3 separate regions of the Mus musculus genome follow, and regions 1 and 3 are each linked to region 2. A link is a contact called in public Hi-C and promoter capture Hi-C data. All regions are on one chromosome and are shown on one strand. Each heading gives the region's core, a stretch centred on a gene start, on an enhancer-like site or on the middle of the called end of the contact. The rest is flanking DNA. Distances are from core to core; before and after follow the strand shown.

Region 1 (5,029 bases), core at 1,568-4,067, 570 kb before region 2:
ATGCTTGCCCAGCAAGTATGTTATTAATTGAGCCATCTCCCCAGCCTCCTAGTTCTTTCTCTTCTGATGGCAGGTTTCTGCTCATTTGTCATTTCCCAGAAAGCCACTTTACCCTGCTCCTCTGGTTTTTCTAGACTGAGAGAGTGGAAGTCATCTTCTGGATTCTGTCCCACTTCCTATTTCTGTGTCACTTCACACTTTCATACTTCTGGCTTTCCATATTATTCTAAATCCTTTCTAACCATGTACATATCTTGGGGGCTTAAGATTTCGCTGGAGAGCTTACACATGATTGCACTGATTTTCCTGGGTTTTTCAATATAGCGTTCTTATTGTTCCCTGCTGGGAGGCATGTGACATCCGCACCTTCTTGTGCTCCTCAGCCACCTGCAGTGCTTGCTATTGCCACCAACATCTTAGCATGTAAAGCCTTTCTATATTTAGAACTAATTCTTTGGGTTAGATTTTCTGGACCAACAGGGTGTTTTTGTTGTTTTTTTTTTTTTTTTTAAGGTCAGTGTACATTCCAGAAGAGTTGTCCCAATTGACATTTGAACCAGGAAGGGGTTTGTTTATTTACTTATTCAATTTGCACTTCTGGGGATGGTACCAAGACCCTCTTGCTAGGCAGGGGCTCTACCACTGAGCCACACCCCAGCCCCTCACTGGGGGATTCTAGGCAGATGCCATACTACTGATCCAAACTCACAGCTCTCTTTTTACCTTTCATTTTACAATAGCATCACTCTAACCTGCTCAGGCTGGCCTTCAACTCACCCTATAACTAGACTAACCTCAACTTTTGATCCTCCTGCTTCATCCTCTCATGAAGAAGAAGACATTAAAATGGGATCTAGTCTTGTCCCCTTCATTGACAAAATATATCCCCAACTACTTCCTGTCCCTGCCTGATTTCATGTCTTGACTCCATCTCTCTCTCTCTCTCTCTCCCTCTCTCTCTCTCTCTCTCTCTCTCTCCCACTCTCTCTCCTTCACTCTTTCCTTCTCTCCTTTCCTTCCTCCTTTAGTTCCATGGTGGGGTAGGAGTAAGGGCAGGGTCTCTGTAGCCCAGGCTGGCCTCAACCTGCCTGCACTTTCCAAGTGCTGGGATAACAGACATGAGGCACCACACGTAGTTTAAATAGTACTGAGCTACAATCATACCCCCAGAGCTGTAGACTATGCAAAGCCTTGGGGGCTTGCACATTGACATTGTTATAACTCACTGGAGCCTCCAACAGGTCACCTCTGTGGCTTACAGAGTTGTGAAAGAAGGTCAGGGGGCACACACTGTTCCCTGGTATGTATGGTAATACACACCTGTCATTCCAACACTCTAGAGGCTGAGGCACAAGAACCCTGAATCCTAGACCAACCTGAACTACGGTAAGAAGAGACCATTAAAAAAAAACAGACACTTCTAGGAACTTTGCTCTGTGAGAGAGAGGCTAGCAAGATGACAAGAAAGCCCCCAGGCATGGGTAGAACCAAGCAGGCTTCCACGAAGAAGTGGGAATGCAGGCAAGAGGAGGGGTATCCAGACAAATGCATCTCTCTGTGCCTCGGTCCTGAAGACTCCTGGCCCCCATTAACAGGTCCCAGTTTGTAAGGACTTAGGGTACTGTTCCCACTTAATTCCTGGTCTTATCTTTATGGCCCCCATGGGGCATGTGGCCAGGACCAGGGTCAGAATAGGCCCTACTGAAGCAATCAGTGCCAGCCCCAGATTGTCGCAGATCACCTAGAGCTCCAGGAGACTAAGCCTGGCAAGAATCGTGAAGGGACTGAGAAGTGAGGACGGCCAGCTAAGACACCAAACCTTCCTGTATGCTAGACTGTCAGATACTGTAACCTGAGAGTGGAGAGAAGTGGGCAAAGACAAGTGGAGTGTGAATGGGTAGAGGCAGCGCTTATGCTGAAAGCCACGGTCCAGCATAGGATGAGTCCACGCCGTCGGGGAGTGGTAGTGTGGGGGAAACAAGCATGGGAGTGGGAGGCGGGGCAGAGAGGCAGGGCTGGTGTGAAGGCTGTGGGAGGGGCCATGGGGGCGTGGCACAGGGAAGTGATGGGGCGGAGCTAGCAGGTAGTGAATAAGAAGTCATGTATGAGGGCTAGAGGTGAGGCCAGGTAGGTGGGACGAAGTGGGCCCAGAGGAGGAGAGTGGAGCATGTGGGAATAATGGGGGTGGAACTAGGCAAATGAAGTAGGAGCAGGGGAAGAGGGGGATGGAAGAAGGGCCCAGCACGCATCAAGGGAAGCGGGGAAGGAATAGGGGTGAAGAAAGAATAGAGGTGAGGCTAGGGCCAGCGGAGAGGAAGGCAGGGAAAGGGGGCAGGCTCTGTGGTCTGGGTTGGGGCTGGCTAAGGGCACAGAAGGAACGAGGGTGAAGACAGCAAAGAGGCTTGGGGGCATTAGAGTGGGCAGTTCAGAGGCGGAGCCAGAGGCGGGGTCATATAGAGTGAGTGGAGCATAGGTAAAGAAAATGGGGCGGGGAATATGGTAAAGACTGGGTAGGGCCAGGGGCGGAGAGCGCAGGTAGAGATTGGGCGGAGTGTATAGGAGAGAAAGAGGGGTTTAGGGGCGGATTTATACAGAGTGGATGTAGCGTGGGCAGGGAGACTGGGAGACTGAGTGGCCGTAGGCCCCACTGGAGGCCGGACCTGGGTGGAGCCCTGTGGAGTGGGCGGGGTGTGAGGGGCGGGGCCACGAGGGTGGGCGGGGCATCTGGATGGTGAAAAGTGTGGTTGGAGGCGGGACTTGGGCGGAGTCACGCGGTGGGCGGAGCTAGGAGGGCGGAGCTAGGAGGGCGGGCGGGGCGTGGGCCGGGCTAGCTCGCTGCAGCTGCTGCGCCCCCAGCACGCGCTCACGGACCCGGGCCCGCGGACCGGGACACCGAGCAGGACGCCCGCCGCGCCCGGTCCCAAGCCTCGAGAAGCGGGGCACAGCGCAAAGGGTCCGGGCGCGGGCGGCAGGCAGGCAGCGAGGATCCCAGCCTGGGGCCGCCCGAGGTGAGTGTCGCCACGGAGGTGGCAGGGAGACGCCGGCGGGGACCTGTCGGAGCCTTTGTCTGCGGCGCGCGGCCCCAGTCGCGCCGCCTCTCCCTTCCGCCCTCCCAGGCACCGGATGGTTGCCGCACCCCTTGTCCGGGGAGGATGGGTACCCTCGCACAGTGCAAGATCCCCTGCATCCGAGCTGCGAGGGCGGGACGCAGGCTCTAGAAGGGGACAGACGCGGGTGGCCTTGGCCGAGCCGGATCACGGCATTATGTCCTCCCTTGGTCACACCTCAGGGGACCTTGCACCTGAAGTTCCTTCCGGACCCATCTCCTTCCATCACGCCCTTCTGCCCAGCCAGCTTCCTTCTAGTTTTGAAAAAGGTTATGACAGAGGCGGGGCCTGGGCACTGGGTCACGACCTCCGAGTTGCCCCTGAAGTCTCTCTTTGCTGGTGGCCCTGTGGGCCGGGGTCCAAGTTTGATACTGCTAGTGCTTCCTGCGGAAGAAACATCAAGGTCTGCTAGTGTCCGGACTGTGCAGGAACCTAAAGCATGGAGAGAGATGGGCCTGGGCTACCCCTCTGCCCTGCGGGCATCCCAGGCCTTGACCAGTCTGTGGCATTGATGTTACAGTCATCTGTCCCCTGGCACTCAGAGGAGCTGCCCAAAGTAGCTCAAAACCCACAATCCTGCAGCGGGGAGTGGAGCCTTAGGATGCTGAGGGAGACTCCCTAAACAACGTCTGGGCACGGGACAGGGGCATCCAAGGGCATCTTAGTAAACAAGACTTGTGGCTGGAGCCAGAAGTTCAAGGCCCGAGGAGGTTGAGCAGGCTGGCTTTCCAAGTGAAATGTAATTTTTCTGCCTCTTCTGCCGACTGCACATGTGGGGCAAGCAGCCTGAGAGACAATCCCTACAGCATCTGAGAGAGGCCAGTGGTGGTCAGCCGGGTCAGGGTTCAGTTAGAGCTGTCTGGCTGTGGGTTTGGCCCTCCTCTGCCTTTTTGGTTATCTCTTCTTCAGACTGGTGTTGTGTGCCTAGTTTTACAGGACTACTGAGAGCTCGGAGCCCTCTTTGACCCACAGGGTACTTAGGGGTGGCTTGCATCACTATTAAAACGCCAAGTGTGCGTAGCTAAATTTTTCCTAGCAACCACCCAGTCCCTCTTTGTGAAGTACTCTCTCACCCTCTAGGTGGGTGTTTGGTGCCAAGGATGGTCTGAAAACTAAATAAATGTCCTGTATCATCCACAATGCTTTCGTGACAAGCACTGAGGGGTCCGAAGTCAGGAGCATGGAGAAGAGCTTCCCTTCCAATGTCTATCTGTATGCCCTTGAATTTTAATTAAAGTGGATGTAGGAGAGGAGGGACCTGAGACCCTGGATGTTGCATGTTGGGGGCTGGGAAAGGAGAGAGATGAAAGCCATGGGGACAGTGTAGGTGGCAGCTGCCCGCCACGCTGACTGAGCCAGAGCAAGCAGCCTGGCAGGATGCCGAACACGTCCGCCTTCCCGGATGGTGTGGCCTCAGCCAGGCAGAAACCTCTCACGCTGTCTGGGAGACTGCATCATGGGAACCCCTACTGAAGAGGAGCCGGGTGTCCTCCAGGACTGAGCTTCCGTTCCAGGTGGACCAGGGGACACTGAATGGCGTTCCAACAGTGCCCCCCTTCCCCAGCCCCTCCTGTCTAAGGTTGGCAGGCAGTAGTCTGACCCGGTAACTCTAAGCCTTCACTAACCCAGACTCTTTGGAGATCAGGGATCTGCATGCCGAGTGACCGACAAGACTGGGGTTGTACCCAATGTCACTGTCACTCAAGCCCAGGCCAGCTATGCCTTAAACCCTTCTAAGCCTCTCCCGAATCCAGATAGGACCAGAGTGACGGGAGGGGAGCTTCACCTTCCTTCCTAGCACTCAGAGACAAGTTTCCTGCCTCTTGTCCACTGACCATGAGTCCTGGATCATTACCGATCGGTGTAGAGTTCCTTAGGTCCCAGATCTTAAGTATGCTGCAGGCTCCAAGGCTCCAAGGAGA
Region 2 (4,627 bases), core at 1,587-4,086:
GGCCCAAGGAAAGATGAAAGCTGGATCTAGGGAGGTAACTCAAGTGTTTGCCACACTAGCATGGAGACCTGAATTCAATCCTCCAGATGGAGGGAGGGGGACGGGGGCGGGGGGCGATGCAGAACATGGTGCTATCTACCTGTAAACCAAGCCCTGGGCAGTGCTGGCCAGGCAATCCGAATTGGTAAGCTCAGGGTTCAAAGAGACACTGCCTCAAATAATAGGATGAAGAGTGACCAACAGCTATGCTGACCTGTTATCTACATGCACACTGTATGTACCTGCATGCACACATGCACACACAAAACTGTGTACATATGTTGCACACAAAGAGGAGGAAGAGGAGGCAATCGCCTTGGCTACATCTCTTCCAAGGCCGCATGCACATTTTCTTTACTGAAGAATATTCAACTGAGGGATGATGAAGAGTCCCAATTTTTCCCCCTAATTCCTATCCCAGACACACAGTAGCTACTCCAGTACTTATTAAAGACATGTCCAGAGATCTACAGTTAATGACATGGATACTGGAATTTTAAAAAAATATTTGTGAGGGCACAACTGTCACACTCCACAATAGGCTGGCCACAGCTTGAGGAAAGGGTACACCAAACTAAAACCCACCCCAGAAGTCATGAAGAGTCTCTGTCACCAGAGAGGACAGTGGATAAAATTGAGTCTGTGCACCCGTCCTGTGATGGTTACTGTTGCACACTTGACAGGATCTGAAGTTACAAAAGAGAAGATGCCTCTGGAATGTCTGTGAGGGAGTGGCTAGATTAGGTTAACTGAGGTGGGAAGATCTACCCTAAACATGGGCAGCACCATCCCCTAGGCTGGGGCCCTGGTGTGAATGAGAAGGAGAGAGCAGGCTGAGCCCCAGCATCAGTCTCTCTGCGTGGCCTCCGTGTCTCTCCCACCGTGATGGGCTGTACCTTTCAACTGGGAGCCCAAGCAACTACTTCCTCCCTTGAGTTGCTTGTCAGGACAGAGCAAGAAGGGAAAAAGTGAAGGAAAAAAAAAAAGCCTATTAAAAGCCTCTAGCTGGGCGGTGGTGGCGCACTTGGGAGGCAGAGGCAGGAGGATTTCTGAGTTTGAGGCCAGCCTGGTCTACAGAGTGAGTTCCAGGACAGCCAGGGCTACACAGAGAAACCCTGTCTCGAAAAAAAAAAAAACAAAAAACAAAAAAAAAAAAAAAAAAACAAAAAAAGCCATGAGAAGACAGGGAGACAGGGCAGAAGCCAAGAAAAGCCTGATGCTCCAGGTGCTCTGACCCAAGATTCAGAACAGAAGCTCTGAAAACCAGTCTGACCAGGAGAAGGTCAGTTCATATTCTTGCAACTCAGGCCCTGGGGGTTCCCCTCCTCCTGGGATATTCTTAGCCCCACTCCTGCCAATCAGTCCCTAGAACGCCTTTCTGCTCCATTCTCCTTAACCTCTCATCCTGGATTCGAATGCAGTGTCAAGTTCACGGCTTCATCAGGCAAAAATCACTGTGTCACTTCAACACATCTTTCCACTCAAGTCCTGAGCCTAGGGCACAGCGCTGCAGACACTCAGAACGGGGTGCTGCACTGTCCATAGAAAGGAGTGTGCAGAGACACAATCGTAAAGGTTAAAAGTTAGGAACTCCAGAAAAGTCCCAAATCCAGGGGATCCACGTAAAGGATGTTTGCGTGGGGTCACGCTCGCGCATGCGCACTTGTGGCTAGTTACCTTCATTCCCGTTCACTAGCCCCACTGACTTAAGACCCTTTTTTGTCCAGAATGTCTTTCCCTGTTCACTACACTCCTCACCATCTGCCCAGTTTCCGGAGCCCCTATTCTCCAGGGTTGCTCCCTGGAGGTCATCCACGACCCCCCAGAGCAGGCTCCTCAACCAGGCCAGCTAGCCCCCTGGCCCAGCCAGTAGCGACAGAACCAAAACAAAATGCCAATGCCACCCACCCAGGCTGAGCAGGTGGGCTGATCCTCGCTGATACCTGCACCTCCTCCCTCCCTTCTTGTGTCCACATAATGCACCCTAGATTCTGCCAACGCGTTCCACCACCCATCTCGGGGGCAACAGATTTAGCAGAGAGAGAGAGCAGTCCAGCCAGCCTCCATTTACAGATGAAGCAGGCTAGGCCACGGCCCCTCAATGTCACAAAGCTGGCTGTAGGGCTCCAGGACAAGGTCTTTCCCTTTTCTTCCTCTCTCTGGGGGATGGGGGGAGGGTACCTAGCTTCCACTTCGCGCTAGGGCGGGAGTAATGACAGCCCTCCTTGGAAGGTGTCTCTCTAGGGGGCGGGGGCGGCTCCGGCCCAGCTCCCGCCCCTAAGCTGGAGAAGGCGGCGCTAGCACCCTGCAAAGGTGCAGTGCACGACGTCCCCGGCCCGCCCCCTCCCACGCTGGAGTCTGTACCCCTCTAGGGTGTTAAGCCATCCCTGACGTGCCGCGCAGGCCCAGGTCGGTATTGGGGGGATCTAGGGGCCTGGAAGATCTAGCTCGTGCAGCTGCAACTCCGACCCCACCAAGGACGGGCCCTGCAGTCCCGCGATCTCCCCACGGACACCGGAGGCCTCCAGCTCTCGAGCATCCATGACGGCCAGCCTTGCCGCCGCCACCGCCCCCAGCGCGCGCGTCCCGCCCGCGCGCACCTGCCGCATCCGCGCGCCCCACTCACCGCGCGCGCGCCCGGGCCCGGCCAAGCCGGAGCGAGACACGGACTCGTGGGGGGTGGGGGGCTGTGACCACCGGGGACTCCCCCCCGCACTACACAAAGTGACGGCCGCGAGCTGCGCGACGGCGGAGGAGGCGGCGGCGCGTGGGCACCGGAAGTGCCGCCCGCCGGCCCCGCCTTGTCCGCGCCCACGAGGGGGGCACTTCCGGTCATGGGGCGTCCCGGAGCTCTGGATGTAGACAGGGTGCTGCTGCGTCGCACCCCCATATGCATGGAGGATGGTTATAGCTACCCACAATGAGCACCCCCTGCTTATTACCTGCTCCTCTATGTTTCAAGGGACCCCTGCCCACGACGTCCAGCCCCAGCGAGCATCTCTTCTCGCCAGACGACAGCCTAAGTCTACCTTTGCCCGTGCCAGGACGTGTCGGGAGCCCGTCCTCCTGTCCACCGGACCCTCCCTGGATCTCCTGATGGTGGAGAAGGGTAGTGACCCCCAATGGGTATTCAGGCAGCGCTTGTCTGACCCTGACATGGGCAAGGGTGTGGCTGGGAGATTGATCCATTCTGGCTTTACTTGTGTGTGCAGGGTGTGGCAGACAGAGGGGCAGCCTATTCAAGGCGTGAGGGGGGTACTGTGGACTATAACAGTCAAATGCATGAAAGACTGGAGATTGAGGCCAGACTGGATTTATGTTCTTCAACTCCCTAATCTGTCATCCCCAGGCCTGGCAAGAATATTGGGAAATAGCCTTGCATGGCTTTAGACAGGTCGAACCTTGACAGTCCATTGATATATTCACGACTACTCAGGGCAGTGCTCTGTAGCTCCAAAGAGCCATCCATATTATGAAGTCCCTGGACCCCAAGCCTGCTGGCCACCTATGCCTGGAGTAAATGCCCTAGGTACCTATAGAGACCAACCCTGGACATGACCCTGGGGAGACCAGAGTTCTAGCCTCTGCCCTCTCTCCCCTCTTCCTTGGCCTCCCCTCCCTTATATTGAAAAGTCTTTGTGACACTCTTGTGCTTTTCTTGGTAGACCATGTAGACTGGATGCTTTAGGAGTCATAGCCTTTCTCATCTTAGGCGAGCCCTAACCCCTAACTGTGGGTTCTCTAGGGACCAGAAACACTCTTCTTTCCTGCCTACACACATTTAGGCACACATAGAAGGAAGCTGCTTGTCTCTCGGTTTTACTAGGATGTGTGTTCACATGTGTGCACATGAGCTATCTCCGTGATGACATTCTTACGCACCCTGGGTTTTCACACAGATGGGTTACCTACCAAATCACCTGCCTCTCTGCAGGATCCCTGGCAGGCTAGAAACCCAGGGAAGGGAAGGGGAGCCAACCTTTCCCTCTGGGAAACCCGAAGGAGGTGATGAATGTGTGTACCTGCCATGTTCCATGCATGTGCGTGTTCCTGCCATGTTCCATGCATACATGCATTCCTGCCATGTTCCACGCATGCACGTGTTCCTGCCCTGTTCCATGCATGCATGTGTTCCTGCCATGTTCCATGCATGCATGTGTTCCTGCCATGTTCCATGAATGCACGTGTTCCTGCCATGTTCCATGCATGCACGTGTTCCTGCCATGTTCCATGCATGCACGTGTTCCTGCCGTGTTCCATGCTGTGCTCCCTTCCCATGTTCTTGGGCCCTGTTGTCAAGTGAGCAGCTGGGAAAATGGAGAAACAGATTTTCAAATGGAGTCCATATGTCTCAAGTATCATGCAGCCAGACACAGTGGTGCAAGCTTGAAGTCCCAGCTACTCTGGAGGATCATGAGTTCAAAACCAACCCAAGCAATTTAGTAAGACCCCCATCTCCAAAAACATTAAAAGGTGGGGGTTGGGGGTAAGCTTACCAGTGCTGGGCCTGACTTAGAATCCCCTCAGTGAGGGGCTGAAGTTGTGGTTAGATAGCAGACTGATTACTCAGAATTCACACCAGTGAGAA
Region 3 (4,855 bases), core at 1,533-4,032, 640 kb after region 2:
ACCTTCAAAGACTATGTCTGAATGAGCAGACAAAAGATGGGAGGAGGACAATAGAAAATAATTTGTTTAAGAAAGGGGAGAAAGGACCTCAAGGTTTTAAAAATTATTTTTATGTGTATAGGTGTTTTGCCTGCATGTCTGTCTGTGCGTGTGTGTACCACTGTGCCTGGAGGAGAGCAGAGAGCATAGGATATCCTGGTAGCAGGATTACAGTCAGTTGTAAGTCTCTCTATGGGTTCTGAAAACCAAATCCAGGCTCCCTGCAAGAGCAGAAAGGTGTTAAGCAGTGAGCCATGTCTTTCAGCCTGGAACTCAGGCTTTGAAGCACCCTCCAGTTTGGAAGCCTCTCCCTGGAGCAAGTGATCAAGTCTGAGCACTGCTTTAAGGCAGCACTGGCATTCTCCTATCTTGGTCATCTGGAGCAGTCACTACTGAGAGAGTAACTCCACAGAGAGCCAACAGCTCATCCTTTGTACCAACGCATCCTCTTTGCCAAGTACAGTCTGGCATGCATTAAGAAACCAATCACAGTTGCTATAGGCTTTATTTCGTTTTTCTACATTTATTATGTGTGCACATGTGACTGGAGGTCAGGGGACAGCACAGGGGCATTGAGTCTTTCCTTCCATGTAGATTCCAGGGGTCAAACTCAGATGCTCACTTATGGGGCCAAGACGGCGTCTAGCTGACGGACCACTGATCCATGTCTGCTCTTGTTTTCATAGTTCCGCAGCTGGACAACTGTTAATACCACCAGGTTCTGAATTAACCACTTCTCTCCCAGTGTAGGCAAAATCAGGGATGACAAGGATCAGGAGATGCCCACAGCGGCATCTCTTTACGTATTTATCCAAAATGCCCCATTTTCTATCTGCTGGAAATCTGGGCTGCGATAGATAATCAGTAGAAAACTGAAAGGGGTGGGGAAGAACGTAAAAGGAAGAGCGCGACAACTCCTAAGGTTGGAGGGTAAAGTTTATTGTAGATAAAAGGGAGAGCAGAGGCAGGGACAGCTGGAGAGTCCGGAGTGAACGTGGCCAGCCTGAGCTGGGACGTTGGCATAGCCAAACGGCTTAGTTATGTAGCAGCCAGAGGAGCTAGGGAGAGGGAAGCCCTGCTCAGTTCTGGGCTGGAGATTTCAGGGTAGGGGATGGGGTAAACCAACCAGGAGGCCCTGTCACTGGTAGAGACTGAGGGGTGCTGGGTGGACCTGAGGGCCAGTGTCTGCTTTGATATGTTAAAGGGCACCTCAGTTAGCCATTTGAGACCTAACAAATTTTAGTCTTTAGAAAACGAGATGGTGGGAGGCAGAGGCAGGTGAATTTCTGAGTTTGAGGCCAGCCTGGTCTACAGAGTGAGTTCCAGGACAGCCAGGGCTACACAGAGAAACCCTGTCTCGAAAAACCAAAATAAAAAAAAAAAAGAAAGAAAGAAAATGAGATCAAACAATAGTGATAAGCATGGTAAGATAATTGTTCTGAGTTAGGCAGGCACACACTTCTAACCCCAGCACTTGGAAGCTCTTTCTCCACTGGTGGAGAAAGGGCTCAAGATTATCTTTGGCTGTAAGAATCCCAGGACAGCCTGGGCTACAAAGGCACTGTTTCTGCCCCACACTCCCATGGCCAGGAAACACGAAAAAGGACCTCAACTTACTTAGAAACTGGAGACATCCAAATTAAAACTACATTAGGATGTCTCCATTATCCTGCTGGTAACAGCTTAAACCTGTATAACCGCTTTGAAAAAGAACTTAAAAAGTGGAAGGCAAACCTGCCCACTGGGCCAGGAATTCCATTCCTATACAGGCTATTTATGTTAGCTAGTCTATAAATTCCAGCGCCCATGAGTGAGGACCGGGCAGATAAATAAGCGGGGTGTGGCCAGGAACAAGATCACTCACTATCGTTATAACAAAATCTTGTACAGTATGCCAGACAACAGAACACATACTATGTTTCCAGACCATCAAGATTATATAGCTTAAAGATAGCCTCCACAACCTAACCGCGAAAAAAACAACACATAACTACAGTAAAAGTCGGGACCTCTTGTGGAAAAGTTAAACTGGGAAGGATGGGGCACTAAACCCGTCAACCTGGGTTATGGTAACCCTGGGATCGCTCTGAAAATTCCTCCGAATGAGCATTTTTCGTGTTGTTCACTTTTCTGTGCGCCTGGAGATCGTGACAGGAACCCACAGCAGCACTCATCTAGGAGGATTTTGTCGGACCCGGCCGCAGAAGGGACCGGGACCCTAGGCAGACACAGCGCCGGCGCGCTAGACTGGACGAGGGATAGGGCAGGGTGCGGCGCGGCACGAACGGCGCCTGCGCACCAGGCAGGGGCCGCACGCTCCTACCTGCACGTGGCCCGCGTCGGTGGCGGGGCTGGTGGTCTTGCTGTGCACGTTGGGGAGCCGGTACATGCAGGTTGGAAGCTCTACATGCAGAGGTGCGCTGCCTCCATGATAGGGCTTTACCTGGTACATCGGCATGGTGGGAACCCAAGGAAGGTAGCGGGCGAGGGACAGGAACGCTCAGAAGCCACCCAAGGCCACCTCAGACAGCAGCCGCCTTCTTTCTGACTCTGCTGCTGGCGTTCCGGAAAATGAAGTCCCCGAGCTTTCATTGGCCGGGCTGGTCTAACGTCACCAACTTGACCTTTGAGTTGGCCAATCACCGGTAAAGAGGTCTTGGCATGCCTTCGCTAGCCCGCCCGGAAGGGGCGGATCATATGTCAAAAGCAACCAATGGGTGTTCCAGGAGACGCGTCTTTTCCCGAGAGCGGCAGCGCCAACTCTCCCGCGGTGACTGTGACTGGAGGAGTCCTGCATCCATGGAGCAAACCGAAGGCGTGAGGTGAGCTGGACTTGTGGTCTCCGGGCGCATTCTATAGAGTTCCCGGTATCCCGGTCTCTTGAAAGGACCGGAAGTGGCTGAGGCGCGAGGCGGGCAAGCTCGCGGACTGGACCGGGTCCTCTGTGAGGAAGCTATTTCCTCGGCATCCTCCCGCCACAGGCCGTGCACTTGAAACCCAGCACGAAAATCAGTCGCCGTAGACAAAATTCGTTTCCGCTGTTTGTTTATTTATTGAGTCTTTATTCTTGAAGACTTGGGGAGGGAGGCTTAAAGGCTCACGCTGATCTTGCAGTCAATAGGGTTTTTAACTTTTATTATATTGAGGTGCTTCTGTGCGTTTGGTGTAGTGTTCACAGGCGGCATCATAGCAGTGAAGCACATCTTCGAAGGCCAGCACAGTTACATTCGGTGACAGATTTGTAAATGCAAATTTGCTGTCTGTATTTTAACCTTGTGATTTCCCCAGAGATCCTTTGCAGTTAGAACGAGTGCAAGTGTTTGTTTTGGTTTTTTGAGGTAGTGCTTTGAACTCGGGATCCTCCTACTTCAAACACCCGAGTGCTGTGATAACCAGCGAGGTTCTGTGCAAGGTAGATTGAAGAGAAAAGAGGTTGGTTGGTTTATTTCACCAGGGTTTTTGGAAGTCTACTATATGTCAGACCATATGGAAAATACCCTAAAATTGTTACTGCAAGGATGCACCTATGTTCTGTTATACTTTTATGGGGCATTTCATAGCCGGGAAACTATTTTTATGGTGACTAAACCGTAGGGGAATTAGTGATAGTAGATTGGGACCTTGTCGTTGCTAGACTTCAAACTTCATATGATAGGCAATGAGCACCACTAAAAATTTAAACCTAAAGATTTTTTTCGACTGGATTTGTAATTGTAAAAAGAAATTGGTGGGAATCAAGCCACACCTATAATCCGAGCAGGAACAGGCTCAGCAGGAGTTCATAGTTACCTTTAACGACATAGGGAGTTTGAGGGCGCTCTGGGCTACCTTGGAACCTGTGTCAGAGTGAACAAAACTGGTGGTAGCAATCAGGGTAAACTGGAGACAAAAAGGCGATTACCCTAGGCCAGCCAGGACAGAAAGAGACTTAACCCGTTCGCTGAGTGTGGTCGTGAGGTGGGACTATCATTTGGAGGCTGAGAATGAACTCTTGTCTCAAACATGAGCTCTGAGGACTTTCATCAGAGCAGTGTAGGCAGCATGGATTTGGGTACAGGTTTCAAAAGCAATTATGAGAATAGTTACATAGTTGGAAGATGATTTTTGTCAACCAGTATTTCCCACCAAACTTTGACTTTTTAAGAATTGTGAGCCAGGCGTGGTGGTACAAGCCTTTAATCCCAGCACTCGGTAGGCAGAGGCAGGCCGATTTCTGAGTTCGAGGCCAGCCTGGTCTACAGAGTGAGTCCAGGACAGCCAGGGCTATACAGAGAAACCCTGTCTCAAAAAACCAAAAAAAAAAAAAAGTGTAAAAAAAAAACCAAAAAAACTAATGTTGAAAAGTTATTCAACTTTTCAAGAATGAAGAACTCTGTGTTGTAAAAGAACTCTGTGTTATTGATCTGTCCCTTGAGGGTTACAACAGGTCTCCTCCATATAGATGCATGGATAATTAGATTTTTCAGTTTCAATTTTAAATACATATTAAACGAGTGTTAAAAGATTGGCGAGCATTCATATCTGCAAGTGAAATGAGTGTGTTCATATAATGAGTGGGTTAGGCTAACTAGTTACAGATCAGCCACTTACCAAGATTGAAGTATCTGCTCTGTCTAAGTATCGATTTTGTGTTTTGTGACTGGTTTGTTTCGTTTTGTTTTAGTACAGAATGTGCTAAGGCCATCAAGCCTATTGATGGGAAGTCAGTCCATCAAATTTGTTCTGGGCAGGTGGTACTCAGTTTAAGCACCGCTGTGAAGGAGTTGATAGAAAATAGTGTAGATGCTGGTGCTACTACTATTGGTAAGTTTGGGAA

Evidence for each region. Promoter capture Hi-C pulls out the DNA fragments that hold promoters and counts their contacts. Hi-C and Micro-C count contacts between places; a contact is called where the count stands out from the background.
Region 1: a contact with region 2 is called in a promoter capture Hi-C map of liver, with 2.8 times the contacts expected there. The contact joins the promoter of Slc29a4 here to the promoter of Zfp316 in region 2. A contact is called at or near these places in 2 of 39 promoter capture datasets (cranial neural crest and liver) and 1 of 115 datasets of contacts at active chromatin or transcription factors (bone marrow-derived macrophages).
Region 3: a Hi-C map of the G1E-ER4 cell line shows a contact between it and region 2, with 5 times the contacts expected there. The contact joins the promoter of Pms2 here to the promoter of Zfp316 in region 2. A contact is called at or near these places in 3 of 39 promoter capture datasets (cranial neural crest, embryonic stem cells and liver), 1 of 484 Hi-C or Micro-C datasets (the G1E-ER4 cell line), 1 of 115 datasets of contacts at active chromatin or transcription factors (the 230-238 cell line) and 1 of 9 other capture datasets (liver).

Annotation. Positions count from the first base shown.
Region 1 is chr5:142,699,284-142,704,312 of GRCm38.p6, forward strand. Slc29a4 (solute carrier family 29 (nucleoside transporters), member 4) reads left to right here and starts at 2,818. Exons shown (of 11, transcript NM_146257.2): 1 at 2,818-3,008.
Region 2 is chr5:143,267,186-143,271,812 of GRCm38.p6, forward strand. It overlaps Zfp316 (zinc finger protein 316), which reads right to left and starts at 2,837. Exons shown (of 7, transcript NM_017467.3): 1 at 2,666-2,837.
Region 3 is chr5:143,907,219-143,912,073 of GRCm38.p6, forward strand. Pms2 (PMS1 homolog2, mismatch repair system component) reads left to right here and starts at 2,783. Exons shown (of 15, transcript NM_008886.2): 1 at 2,783-2,861; 2 at 4,703-4,842. The coding sequence starts at 2,839. It overlaps Aimp2 (aminoacyl tRNA synthetase complex-interacting multifunctional protein 2), which reads right to left and starts at 2,621. Exons shown (of 4, transcript NM_001172146.1): 1 at 2,363-2,621. The coding sequence starts at 2,497.